Linked DNA regions of Mus musculus: all the other regions are linked to region 1. A link is a contact called in public ChIA-PET and promoter capture Hi-C data. All regions are on one chromosome and are shown on one strand. Each heading gives the region's core, a stretch centred on a gene start, on an enhancer-like site or on the middle of the called end of the contact. The rest is flanking DNA. Distances are from core to core; before and after follow the strand shown.

What was found. Promoter capture Hi-C pulls out the DNA fragments that hold promoters and counts their contacts. ChIA-PET counts read pairs in DNA pulled down with a chosen protein or histone mark.
Region 2: a promoter capture Hi-C map of macrophages shows a contact between it and region 1, with 9 read pairs. The contact joins the enhancer-like site here to the promoter of P2ry12 in region 1. A contact is called at or near these places in 9 of 39 promoter capture datasets (the C10 cell line, the HPC-7 cell line, HPC-7-derived erythroid cells and 6 more), 1 of 15 datasets of contacts at CTCF or cohesin (CD8 T cells), 6 of 484 Hi-C or Micro-C datasets (the 63-12 cell line, the C10 cell line, CD8 central memory T cells and 3 more), 4 of 115 datasets of contacts at active chromatin or transcription factors (CD8 T cells, T-cell acute lymphoblastic leukemia, bone marrow-derived macrophages and 1 more) and 3 of 9 other capture datasets (adipose tissue, embryonic stem cells and liver).
Region 3: an RNA polymerase II ChIA-PET map of effector CD8 T cells shows a contact between it and region 1, with 240 read pairs. The contact joins the enhancer-like site here to the promoter of P2ry12 in region 1. A contact is called at or near these places in 6 of 39 promoter capture datasets (the HPC-7 cell line, embryonic stem cells, epiblast stem cells and 2 more), 1 of 15 datasets of contacts at CTCF or cohesin (CD8 T cells), 10 of 484 Hi-C or Micro-C datasets (the Ba/F3 cell line, CD8 central memory T cells, the HPC-7 cell line and 6 more), 3 of 115 datasets of contacts at active chromatin or transcription factors (CD8 T cells, effector CD8 T cells and memory CD8 T cells) and 1 of 9 other capture datasets (adipose tissue).

What each region holds. Positions count from the first base shown.
Region 1 is chr3:59,260,247-59,264,756 of GRCm38.p6, forward strand. It overlaps P2ry12 (purinergic receptor P2Y, G-protein coupled 12), which reads right to left and starts at 2,739. Exons shown (of 5, transcript NM_001357008.1): 1 at 2,528-2,739. Med12l (mediator complex subunit 12-like) reads left to right here. Exons shown (of 44, transcript NM_177855.3): 32 at 498-587; 33 at 1,628-1,737; 34 at 1,964-2,099; 35 at 2,879-3,040.
Region 2 is chr3:59,310,377-59,314,886 of GRCm38.p6, forward strand. It overlaps Med12l (mediator complex subunit 12-like), which reads left to right. Exons shown (of 44, transcript NM_177855.3): 43 at 2,477-2,558; 44 at 4,321-4,510. The coding sequence ends at 4,373. Among named protein-coding and RNA genes, the nearest start is that of Igsf10, 32 kb to the right of the region's middle. Within about 2 kb of position 2,420, at least 83 of the 459 cell types and tissues checked have an H3K27ac peak or open chromatin away from gene starts, as enhancers often do. A contact at or near this core is called in CD8 T cells, bone marrow-derived macrophages, hippocampal neurons and 2 more, where this site is marked.
Region 3 is chr3:59,293,425-59,297,934 of GRCm38.p6, forward strand. Med12l (mediator complex subunit 12-like) reads left to right here. Exons shown (of 44, transcript NM_177855.3): 39 at 802-891; 40 at 2,581-2,810; 41 at 4,366-4,510. Among named protein-coding and RNA genes, the nearest start is that of P2ry12, 33 kb to the left of the region's middle. Within about 2 kb of position 2,652, at least 70 of the 459 cell types and tissues checked have an H3K27ac peak or open chromatin away from gene starts, as enhancers often do. A contact at or near this core is called in CD8 T cells, effector CD8 T cells and memory CD8 T cells, where this site is marked.

The sequences.
Region 1 (4,510 bases), core at 1,489-3,988:
GCTGAACTGATAGAGCCACTCCTGATTGGGCATTTGCTGTCTCTTCCAGTGGGTTTATCCTTTCCTTCAAGCCGCTCTGGGCTGGGCCAGTGTCCTGGTTTAGGTGCCTGAGCACTTCCTTCTTTTGTTGCCTGGAAGGATCCATGTCAGATGTTAAGCAGACCTGCTCTGCCTTTCTGCGAGTCTCAGTTCACCTTGCCTCCCTTTGTCCTTGCCATAGGCATTTCTGTGTGGCCTTTTTCCGTGTGTGTGTGTGTGTGTGTGTGTGTGTGTGTGTGTAAGACTTTCTTCTCCCAGCTACCCAGGAAATTATAAAATAACTGGGATTTTGTCTGTCTGGAAGAAGAGGAAGAGTAAAAAAAAAAAATAACTTTGTTAATGTTTAAGCTAAGAAGTGTTAGCTGTTACTGTAGAGCTTCATTTTAAACCTGTAAAAGTCGTCATAGCAAAGAACAAAGGGATTTCTGTTGTTACTCTTTGTTTTTTCCCAATCTTAGATTTTAAGTAACTGGAGGGAAGAAAGATACCAAGATGATACGAAAGCCCGCCAGATGATGCATGAGGCCCTACAGCTCCGCCTGAATCTGGTAAGGATGTGGCAGACCCATTTCTGTCACACCTCTCTCTGTGTGAAAGTAATACCAGCTTTCAACATCTGTGGACAGAATCTGCATGACAGAGGGAAGCCTTCCTCTTTCTCACTCTGTACCTACTTCCTTTTCTCTTAAACCTTCTGTTTCCTTAGCTGCCGTCCTTCCTGTCTGGGTTGAATTCTAGACAGTAGAGTTGTAAGCACCTATTTGTGTTTTCCACCAGGGAGTAGAGGCTCCATCTGGCAGATCTCTCCTCCTCCTCCTGTGCAGTGCTAAGGGGAGGTCCGACAAACCTTTAATAGGAGTGTTGGCTTTCACTGTGTTCTATTTTACAACCACAGAAATCTGTCAACTCTCAATTTTTCTCAGAGACATTCTGTTAAATTGATCAGAAAAAAAAAAGACAAATCTCACAAGAATATTTTACAGAAATCTGAAAGTTTCAGCATGTTTTGTATTCCCTTAAATTTCCTCTTGACAAATCCTGAACGTGCCCTGGGCAATTGCTTTTCTGGCTTTTGGCAATCTGACCTCCCTGGGCAGTTGTTCACCTCACCTTCAGCACTCTGACCTCCTCCCAGGAGCTGGCAGACCTGTGGCAATACCTTCTCCTCCTCATTCCTTCCACGTTAAAGGGCATCTCCAGGGATATTATAGTGGCAGGCTCAGATGCAATAATAATCGAATATCACACAATTGCAGGTGATGAGACAGAGTTTTGATGCTATTCAGGTTTAACTGCAGTTATGTCTAAAACTAAGTACCATGAGAGACTGATGAGAAGAGAAAGGTAATTTTGTGACTGCCCACATTCAAGTGTTACACTTTCTGTTAAGTTTTGAATGCCTAGCCTCTGTGGAAAGAACCATAAACAGTGATAACCACATAGCTAGAAGAGACAGTTGTAGGATAATCCATAGTGTGGCTAGCAAGAACCAGTTCTTAACATCACTTCTGGTTTAACAAATCAACATTTGGGCACATATGGTAATAGGGGTAGCAATACAAAATCTTTATCATATTTTGTATGCTAGGTAGGAGGAATGTTTGACACGGTACAGCGGAGCACGCAGGGGACCACCGACTGGGCCCTCCTACTCCTCCAGATAATTACTTCGGGAACTGTTGACATGCACACTAACAAGTATGTTGGGTTTTTGTTTTGTTTTATTTTGTTTTTTATCATTTTATACCTTTTTTTTTCCCCTGCATGCATGCATGGTACAAGCTTTTGTCTACTGACAGGAAATTCTGCCACTTACTGATTTAGCTGTCATTAAAAACTTAGCACTTTCAGTAGAAATGCTTAGGCAATTCTGTGTGTCCGGGTTTTGTTTGTGAGAATAAAATGGGGTTTTCTTTCTTCTCAGTGAATTATTCACAACGGTTCTTGACATGCTGGGTGTTTTAATCAATGGAACCCTGGCTTCTGACCTATCAAGTGCTTCCCCCGGGGGATCAGAAGAGAACAAACGTGCATACATGAACTTAGTAAAGAAACTGAAAGTAAGCTTGTGATCAGCCTCTACTCTGAAATCATGTTGTTTATGGATTATTGTCTTAATTTCCTCCTCATTAATCTACATGTGTAGCTGATTCAGCAGATTGTGGTTATTTGTTATCTTACCTACTCTGTCAGTCCTTCAAAATTACAAGCATGATATTTGAACGATTTTTTTCTCTGAAAAGGTGTGCTCAAATAAAATGTGTTTTAATTTTTAAGGATTTTAAAAATGCATTATCAGATATCTAACCAAAACTCCAGTGTCAGATTTCCTTTGAACCCATGCTTGGATTTACACATGCAAGTGGGAAAAAAAAAAATGAGCTCTGCATTGAATTTGTAAATCCACTAACAGTCCTGGACATGAACGGCAAATAGACATTGCAAATACATAATCTGAAGACGTTACAGTAAAAAAGCTGATGGTTACCTTGCACTGTGACCCTGGATACGGGAAAGTGTCCGTGCGGCAGCTCCTGCTGTGTGACAGCAAATGACACTGGCGTTTTGTCATTTCAGCACTCTGATTTGTCATGGAGAACAAGACTGCCTTTGTGTGCACCCTGATTTTCTACTTGAATAGAAGAAATGAAACATTTCACCAGTCCAATTTGCAGCTGTTCCATAGACTGCGCTAAGGACTAAAGACATACTAGCCCTAAAAAAAAGGAAATGTGTCACTGGGGAACTTCCTTCTTGTTAGCTTTTGCTTCATTGTAAAGTCAGAATTTTTGCCTCACTTCTCTCTTGCTTTTACATTTTTCCCCCCTCTTTCTTCTAGAAAGAACTAGGAGACAAGAGGTCAGAAAGCATTGACAAAGTTCGACAGTTGCTGCCTTTGCCAAAGCAGACCTGCGATGTCATCACGTGTGAACCCATGGGTTCTTTGATCGATACAAAGGGAAACAAAATTGCTGGATTTGACTCTATTGATAAAAAACAGGCAAGAGTAAATGTTTTTTCCCACATATATAAATATATCTAGTTATAGAAGCCAAGTGACTTTTCTTAATTTTCAGTGGTATAATTTTTGTCATCAAAGCACAATAGCTATTGGCATTGCAAAAAGAAAAAGAAAAAAGCCATTATCTTCAAAGATCTCCCAATTAAAATGCTTATCTGGACTTCAGGGCATTTCTAGAATCTACCAAAAACTTAAGTAACAGCTTAGCATAAGAAATAAAAGTAAAATAAAATTATTATTTTACATCAGGATAGGAAACAAGCTATGTTTATATAAGAAAATGTGTGCTGATAAGAATTTTCATTTGCTGAGTAAGCAGTATTTAGTAAAACTTGTGTTACAACACTACGTAGTCTCTAAGAAGCAGTATTAGATGGGCATTTGCTTTCTATACAACGCTTTGGAAGGTTCTTTAAAATAACAGAAAGGCCAGCCTGAGTAGCCATTGGCACTGCAGCAATGGAGATGGTGGAGGGAATCCCTGCCCTTAGGGGGAAGTAGATGCACTTTTACATGCAACGGGACGTGCAGGTCAGGTCATGATGGCACCAACGGGGAACGGTTTAAGTCACACAGGCAGAGGTAGTCAGAACAGGGGTCCTACAATAGTGGACACACAGACCATCCTGACGGACTAAGTATACAGAAAAGTATAGGACAGGTGGGGAAAGTTTAAGGAAAGGCAAGAAAGGTGACTGTTAAGAGGAAAAACCATGCCACCAGAATTCAGAGTTAACTCAAATGCCATAGCAGTGTGGCCATGGGAGGGGAAAACCAGAAGTCACAATAAGGGTGACTTGGGCTTCTTTCAGAAGGCATCCAGGAGCCATTTAGATGTGAGTTCTACTCAGGAGAACGATTTCATCACATGGCAGACAGCAGTGGGTGGTGACATTACTGGTAGTGTCAGAAGAAGTCACACTTAAAGAGGAAGACAGACAAAAACAGATATGCTCACATGGGGGGCGGGGTACCTTGGCCGTTTTGAGGAGAAATGTCTTTAAATAGGTATACTTGCAAAATTACTAAGAAATGTTACCCATTAGTATTACAAATAAAAGCATGCTATTTTTCAGAAACAAAATTGAATTCCTTACCTGGATTCAGTAAAGATACCTTGGAATTGAAAGACTTAATTTGTGTTGTACCTGTTTCTGTAATTAATTTTCTCCCAAAAAATTTTATTCAGAGAAAGCCACATACATGTACATGAAATATATACTAAATTGAGTTCATACATCAGAGGCAGACTATATATTGACTTTTAAATCTTGTATAATACTAAAAATAATGGATTCCTGAGATGGTTCTAACAGCAACTTTACAGGATACTTGAGAGATTATATTTTCTACAACATACTTGAATGAGAATGTCATTTTATACTAAAATATTTTAGCTCACTTTTAGATGCCTTAAGGAGTGTCAGGTGGTACAGAGCACTGGAGAAC
Region 2 (4,510 bases), core at 1,170-3,669, 50 kb after region 1:
AGAAACTGTCACCTCTTCAAGGTATCCTATGGAAGCTTTTCTGTAAAGTGAGTGTGAAAGATTAAGAGAAGCCCAATACCATCAGTTAAGTGTGGTGACAACTTTGTGTGCATTCCTGTGTCATTTGTGGTCTGGGAAGAAAGGGCAACTAGTGGTAGCCTCTGTCCTTTCTGGGGAAATTTGTGTGGTGTCTCAAGCTTGGTCATAAGTGTAGTTCTTGACTTATAATCCTTTAAAGGTTCGTGTGTTTAAATGACTATTAACTCTGTTTGATAGATGTAGAATGAAGCTCCTTCCAACATTCAAGAAAATAATATCCATACTGTGTAACTAAGTCTATTCTTTTCATCTTATGCTGTCTTAATTGGGTGACTTAAAATGCACTCGTTCTTGGGGGAAGATTATGTTGTATTCCATTTTGCCTTTCAAAAAACATACATGATAGCAGCATTAGTTAAGAACTGCTGTGACTTTTGACCAGCAGCCACAGACAAAAGTTTTATACTGGTCTTTCTCGGGGAATTCGTGCTCTGTTATGAGAAATTGAGATCGATAGTTCTAAGAGTGCCCTTAGGATTCAGTAGCCAAATGACACAGCTCCCACCTGTATCATGAGAATATTGGTAGTAAAGGGTCATAGGTCTTTATTATTCATAGTCTAAATTCAAATATCTCTGAAAATTCAAGATTAAACATCCAAAGCTGAGGAGAAGGGACATCCAGCTCTCTCTCTCTATGCATTCTCTGGAAGGGGGCTGTGTGGATGAATGTTTGCAGAAATGCAGTGTGTGTGGAGAAGGGTTCAGCCCTACATGACGTGATGAGAGCTAACATACTAACTTCCATGTTGACACACACTAAACATGAAAGCACCTGTACCAAAAGCTTTGTTAACATCATTGTTCGTCAGAATCAAGCGCCAGAGTGTATACCTATAATGCCCACAATAGTTCATGGCACATAGCAAGACTTGTTAAATAGGATTCTAAGCATTGAAATGGTTGAATTAAAAAGAAAACACGTGCCTTCCTGAATTTTCCACACAGAGGAATGATTGTTGTTCTGTTTTCCCAGACCTGTATGTGGAGAGGGTTGGTGCTGGCAATGGCTTATCATCTTTGTGTGCCATTACACATGGAAGAGTCATCTTGGCAATGCTGTCTAAAGTTAGAGTTTTCTGCTAAATCTGAATTTCAGGCAAGCAGTTAGCAAAAGTGTTACGTCAAATTTTCTGTTGGGTTACTTGGACTAAATTCAGTATTTGTCACGTGAAATATTAAATATTAGTAAAATAAAAAATTCCTTGTTACTTGTCTGAAATTCACATTTAGCTATGCATTCTGTATTTGAATTTCCTATATGACTTAACAGTCCTGGGCAGCTTTTAGTCATACTGAGGACCTCCAAGGAAGAGGGAATCATGTTGCATTCACATTGAGAATGGTCTTATTAAAAACTCGTTAGGGATGTGAAGCAGATTAAGGACAAGCAATGCAGATGTGTTACAGGCACAGCACAGACCTCTCAGCCTAGTGTGGTGAGAAGAGGGGAGGTGGAGAGAGCCCAGTTACCTGAGGGAAGAGCTCAGGCACGGCTGCCTTGGATGCACTAGGCTGGCAGAGAGCCACTGTGGAAGAAGCTGGCAAAAATAAAGAAAACTCCTTACCATGCTCCTCCCTGGCCTAGGTCAGCTCTCACTTTCTATCTCTGGAGATGCTCTCTAGGGTGCTGTGACAGCCTGGTTATTGTGTTCCATACAGGCAGATGGCACAGACTGAGGTTAACAGGAAACAACCAGTTCTTTGTGTATGACTAAGAGATGCTCGTATCAGAGCATCCCAGTTGTTTCTAAGTCGCAAGAAGACAGCTGAGGAGTAGAGAAAGGAAAGAAAGAGAGGCAGTCCGACACCTGCAGTTAGGAAGTGTCCTAGTATCATTGGTGATTCTAATCAAAAACAGCTTTGCTTCTAGCAGACACTGATCAGTCAGTCTCCCCATGCTCCTCAAACATCAGCTGCAGTTCCTTGTGTGGTACTTCCAGGTCCCCTCAGACAGGGCTAGGAGAAAACTCCTTAAAATGTGAGTGTTCTTGTGTATGGCCCAGCTCACCCTGCCATGGCTGTCAGGTGGAGGTCAGATGTTCCACAAACCCATGCTCTATCTCACAGGCTCTGCTCTGCCCTGCCCATGGGGTCTGTTGGCATTGGACAGATCTCCACAGCAGAGAGCTTTCATCTTGTCAGAGAGGTCCTTGGATGAGTGGGCTACCTCTGTAGTGAGCACTTCTTCATGGAAACTCTAAAGATAAATGCCAAGCAAGTACCTGCGGGAAGCACTGTTTGGCCAGCTGTACCGTAGGCAAAACCAGACGTATCCAAACTGAGCATGTGAACGTGCCTTAGCCAGCCCCGAGGTACAGCCTGTGCCTTGTGGAGCACGAGTGGCTGACTCATCCTTCCCCTTGTTGCAATTACAGTTCCCCAGGCAAGGCTTGCAGCAGACCCAGCAACAGCAACAGACAGCCGCCCTGGTGCGACAGCTCCAAAAGCAGCTTTCTAGTAAGTACCTATCTCACACTGAGCCAGGGGAGTCTGGGAGTCAGCGACAAGCCCGGCATAGTAGGCTCTTCAGAAATCACACTGTGTCCTCTGAAACATTTTTAAAGACTTTTTCATTGAAATAGAGCTCCATCACTTTCCTTCCTCGCTTTCTTCTGTCTCCTCTCTCAGCTACTCTCCATTAAACCCCTCCTAGACCTCCACTGTCCACTCCTCCTCTTTTATTTGACTACTTTTGTTACATACATACATGCATACATACATACACATATACATACATACATATACAGATGCATACATTCATTTATTCATACATGCATGCATACACACACATATATCCATGCATGCACACATATGTGCACACATACATATATGCATAATATATGCATACATGCATGCATACATACATACATTTTTTTTTCATGTTTGGCTTGGTCTGAGGTATTTCACTTTGTCTTAGTTTGATTAGTTTTGGACTTACCTTTTTCTTCCCCTGGAAAAGCCACATTTTTCCCCTTAAATTCAGTATTTTCCTGTTGTTTTATGTGACTTTCCCAAAGCACACCCAACCCCCTTTTGTTGGTTTTATTTTATGGTGCTGAGGATAGAACCCAAGGCTTCCTGTGTTCCAGACATGTGTTCTACTGCTTAACCTCAACTCCATGCCCGGGTCTTGTTTTTATAGAGCTAGAAATGTTTAAGGAGAAACTCATCCCATGACCTTGACTTAGATCACCCCTATACCAGTATCTCAGGATAGAATCGTTTTAGAGATGGAGTGAGTCCCTTGTGTGGTGAAACATAGTGGCCTGGAGTCACAAGACCTGATTTCTTTGCCAAGGTGGCCATTATTGGCTAGGTCACGTTTTCCCACCTATGAAAGTATAGGAGACACGTTTTCCCGTGGCTTTCAGATTCAGTGTTTCTGAGTTACAGGGTGGAGTCTGCTGCATGTTGAAACAGTGATGTGGCATCCATTTGTGGCTGAGGGGTAGCTTTTTGCATGACTGCTTTGCATGTGGGAATCTTGACAGAGAGAATTGCCCCCCACCTCCCTCCACACTCCTTGGTGTCTCTGCCAGTCATATCTTAATTTTTCTTTATTTTATTTTGTTTTTGTTTTTGGTCTTTAACATATAATGTACACTTGTCTGTGTCTTTATGTAACACATCACCATGTTCCATGAATACATACATGAGATTTTTCTTTAATTTCCAAACCTGAAATATGTGTGTATGTTTTCATGTAGCCTCAGTTAATTTTGGTTACGTGAAGTAAGATCAATTTTTTTCCTAGCTGTTTTTTTTAAGTAGGTATACTCTATTAAATAATCTGTGATTAAAACAATGAAATACGACGATATTTTTGAGTTAAAATTCTTGCAGAGAATATAACCTGAAGGCTTGGCCTTATAGTGTTTATAAATCAGCACTGAGGAGTCCTGTATTGCAGACTTATCTGAAGAGCATGTCAGCTTGCTCTGCTGTCCCCAGAGTGTCAAGAGCTGGAATACAGCTCTTGGACACTGTGAGTCAATCTATCTAATCCCGAGGCATTGTGTGGGCAGCTGTGGGTCTCTCCTGTAGACTTGGCCCCTCTACAGAATACATTTGGTCACATTACATGGTTATTGGCCCCAGGGTCTAGCCTGTTGCTCTGTCCTCCCATACCTGGGGCTGTTACTGAGAGGCCCGCCAGAGAGAAGGTGTTATCTGCAGCACCAGTTCACATCTGTAACTGTTGTGTTTGCTTTCCCCTTAGGTAACCAGCCACAGCAAGGAGTGACTCCCTGTGCACACCCTTCACACTTTTGAATCGGAAAGAGAAGACATGAAGTTTATGTTTGCACTGAAAAACAGAAAATCAAATTTAGTAGTCCTCATAAGACGTCTCCTTTGGTCTTTGGTTATTTATGTTTTCCTATATTTTATGCTACATTTCATGCAGAAGT
Region 3 (4,510 bases), core at 1,402-3,901, 33 kb after region 1:
CTACGGAAACTGAACATTTATCCCTTTTCTTTGTTAGAAATATATTTAGCTTTTCCAAGGCACTCTAAAACGATTTCGTGCAACTATGATCTAGCCCTTTTTAATTGTGAGACTGTAGTAAAATAATTACACGTTGAATTTATTTCACCCTGTTAATGAAGTCCTGGGGAAATGCAGGCATGCTGAGATCCTCGGCTTTCCCCCTCTGTGATTATCACTCCAGGCTTTCATAAAATAACCATGTAAGTAGTACATGAAGCTTATGTATTGCTATCATTTTGATTTATGTTCTGAAGGCCAAAGTGTATTAAATTGAGGCTAGTAAAAAGATATTAACTGGGTCTACTCTACATGTAGTTGTTTAGAACTATATTTGCTATTAGAAATTTTATTGAATACACCTCATTATAGAGTCTTAGAAGGTATTAAAATTTCCTCAGAAAACAGTATGCATGGTTTTCAGATCACTATGATAAAGCTTCATTAAGAAGCCATGGAAATTTTGCATGTGGTGAGAATATGCCATGTGTCTTTTTCTCCTTATGCACAGATGCTGGGTAGTGCCTGTGACTGGAGAGCCACAATTAAGGGACTCCTCAGTACCCAGAGAAGCATGTGTGCCCTCCTAGAGAGTCACTTAAGAAACTCTTTGCTGAGAGGGGTTAGGCGTAAATTTATGTGTGTTACTGGTGATGACATGAAGCTGTGCTCACCAAACAGTCTGAAACCTGTAAGTTCTGTATTCAGAAGCTCAACTCAAGCACTTTCAGTTACAGAGTCTGTCCTGATTTTGTTTTCCAGGGCCAGCCAGGGGACCAGGCTGCTCTCTTTACTGCACAAGCACGGCCCTCCCCTCAGCTCCCTCAGTATCCAGGGCTGCAACAAGCACAGGTACCCACACTGCTTTGAAGCAAAGGATTCCTTGATGTTTAATGCTATTTCTTTGGAGTAGGAGATCAAGGAAACTGCTTCTCAACTAGATAGAGAACTTAGTTATTTCTGCTCCCATGATTTCAGAACAGTAGTTGTTGAGTCAGTCCCAGGATTGATCAGGAAACTCTTAGATTAGAAATGGAAATTAATTCAGGCTTCTCCTCTGCCGCTGATAATGTGTTGAAGCACTTGATCTAAGGTGGTGGCGAGCACCTGTAACATCCACCCAAGAGGCAGAGGCAGGAGCATTAAGGCCATCTAAGGTTAGATAGTTGAGACTGCATCTCAAAATCAATCAATCAATCAATCAATCAATCAATCAATTTATTAAATTGTTTAGTAATCTCAGTTATTTATGATACAGTGTTTAATGATATAATTTGTTATAGAAATTTTCATATTCAAGGATAACTTCCATGAGGGATCATGGTAGAAGAACAGGACAATAGGCCTTTGAGTCAGGTTGCAGTACAGGTGTTGTTGACTCTGTAGCTGTGTGACATGCATGGTATTCTGAGGTCTAGCTTCCTTTTCTGTAAGATCAAGAGGAAAGATGTGGGATTCAAGGCAACCTATGGAATTAGCGTACTGTCACATACACAGTAAATGCTCAACAAAGGGTGTGCTTATCTTTAAAAAATGTAGATCTTTGTCAGGCACTAGTGTTGCATAGAATTAATGCCAGCACTTGGGAGGCAGAGGCAGGTGGATCTCTATGAGTTCAAGACCAGCCTGGTCTACAGAACGAGTTCCAGGATATCCAAGGCTACATAGAGATACCCTGTTTGAAATAAAATAAAATAAATAGCCCTTTATTCCCCCTTTGTCCAAACTGTTTAGTAGTTTTATTATTTCTGCATCCTTACACCCTTACTTCTTTCTTTTATATAAAAAGACCCGATACTTTGATAAGATTTGTGTTGGGGCTGGCTATTCATTCCATGTATATGGCCGAAAGGAGTGCCCTGTTTGTCTTACGTAAGTCCCGAGTCTGGGTTCCTGTAGGCCACTTCTGCCATTTAGTGTGTATCACTCTTGTCTCCAGAGTCAGAGTTCTTACACTGCTTTAATATGTGGTGTTTTGGGGATCCAGAGAACAGGCAGCATTTTGTTCAGAGAATTGTTATCTTGTGATCCAGAAAACTCCATGTTTGTCTTTTACATAAGGCATCAAGGTTTAGAGAAATAGGTTCTTGTACGAATGGGAAAGTATACCCCGTCAGTTGATGTTCACTGGGCACGGCCCCTCCCTTGCTTGTCCCACTTTGGAGATGATTCTGATATTGTTTCGATTTTGTTGAATCTAGGCATGGAGTGTGTGGATACTTCGCTGATTATTTCTATGCAGAATGCTGCCCTTCCTAGCCCATGAAATAGACAGCTCAACTTAGAAAGCAAATGAATATCCAATTATTTTGAACTAGAGACTTCTGTGGATTCATTATCCAGCCAGTCTATTCTCTAAGTGTCTGGTTAGACTTCTCGCCTGCAAGAGTAGCCATCCTCATATGTTGAGTCATCCCAGCCTTGTGAGAGCAGTGAGTTTCAGGTTGGACCTCCTGGGCTTATTTTTGCCCCGTGTTTCTTAGTGATGGGAATATGGGTGCTAACTGGAGCACTGACATTTTCCTTTGTGCCTTCCTGCAGACCATGCCCCAGGGCTACACAATGTATGGAACACAGATGCCTTTGCAACAGGCAGCTCAGCAGCAGCCTGGTGGCGTGGTCCTTTCCCCCAGCTACAACTCCAGGGCCTATCCGGCTGCACATTCCAGCCCAGCGCTGATGGAAAGACTCCGGCAGCTTCAGCAGCAGCCAAGTGGCTACGTGCAGCAGCAGGCCTCCCCGTACCTGCAGCCCGTAGCTGGCTCTCAGAGGTGATACCTGTTGAAGTAATTGCGATAGTAAAACCCTCTCGGCCTTGGGATTGTTAAGCTCGCTCCTTCCAAGCGTTTGATACCGTAATGGTTTTTGAGCTCCTCTACTTGAGTCCTGACATCTCATTTTTTTTTTAACCAGCGTGCAGTAGAGGTTCCAAATTCTTTCATTGAAGAATGCTGTGGTTTTGACTCACTTCTTCCATGTGTGCTATGTAAAGTTTTTCAGATGTTACCCATGTGTTTTCTTTTCTGCTTTTTTCCTCCCCAAAAGGATTTTTTTTTTTTATTAAAAGTATCTGAGAAAACTATCGATCATGGTTAGCAGCGCCTTACTAGGATTTGTTGATCAAGCCAGTTTCTGTTGTAGAGCTAATTGTACATGGTGCTTTGCAAAGTTTTGTTATGACTTAGTTTTTATTTTTCCCACCTCAGAGATGACTCATGGCCGACTCTTCTGGTTCTTGTTTTAATCACACCCCTTCCTCCTAGGGTGTGTCAGTACTGCTTATTGTCGTAGTCGCTATCCATACATGGCTAAATTTAAATGAATTAAATCTGATTTAACATTTATTTCTGCAGACACATTAGTCACCTTTTAAGTGCACTTTAGCCAGCTCTGGCCAGCATGGCTAGATTTGAGGTTCATGTGACATATGCAGTGACGTGAAGACCTGGCAGGATGCTCAGCTATCTTGTGAAATTCTGTAGCTTTGACCAAGGAGCCTTGCAGTTTTGTTTATTTCTAAACCCTGATAACTAACTAGTCCTAGTGGCTAGAGGCCATTTCATTGGATGGCACAGATAGGAATCATTATTGCTTATCAAAATATACAATCTCATTAGATAATATAGTCCAGAAGAATTAGGTTTGTAATCATATAGACTACATTGTACAGTGGATAGCAGCTTAGCTCCCATGCGTTACCATCAATGACCAGCTACATGTCTGCTGAGGATAATAACTCTCTGAAAGTTAGGGAGGTCGGTGGGATTTGTGGGAAATAATTTGTAAAACATGCATTTTGCTCACCATGTTTTATAAGTAGTAGCAGAGCAGAGCTCAGTAACTTGAGCTTAAGTGCTAAAAAAAAAAAATCTGGGTTCAAATCCCACCTGTGTCATTTTTTTTTTCTGGATGACCTTAGTTATTTCTCTATGTCCACTGCTTCATTTTTAAAGTTAGAGAATAAAACTGCTAACTCACAGTGATACTCGAGAAGTAATGAAATACGACTGTTCAGCCATTCTACTCCCAGTCTTCCAGAAGTAAATATTAAATTATTTTCACTTACTGCTAACAGCGAATTTGATTTTTTTTTTTAAAGTAATTTCTATATGATTGCTACTTGGCTCAAAGTAGTATGTTTACCATCTTTTTTTCTCGTTGGGTCACATTTGTTATCTGACCCTCTGGCCTTTTCCCGTTTTAATTGTACACATGATTATTGAACACGGATTGTTTCTTGGTGGATGTGTGTAAAATGCTGGAGGCGCTGACTGACTTTCGTGGTACGCCTGGTTCCTGAACACAAGTTGCATTATTCTTTGCCAGACTGAACCACCAGGCTCTACAGCAGAGCCCTCTGGTGGGCGGGGGAATTGACGCTGTGCTGACTCCCGCACATCCCAACCTCCCCTCGGTGCCCCTGCCTCAGGACCCAATGAGGCCCAGACAGCAGCAAGTTCGACAGCAGCAG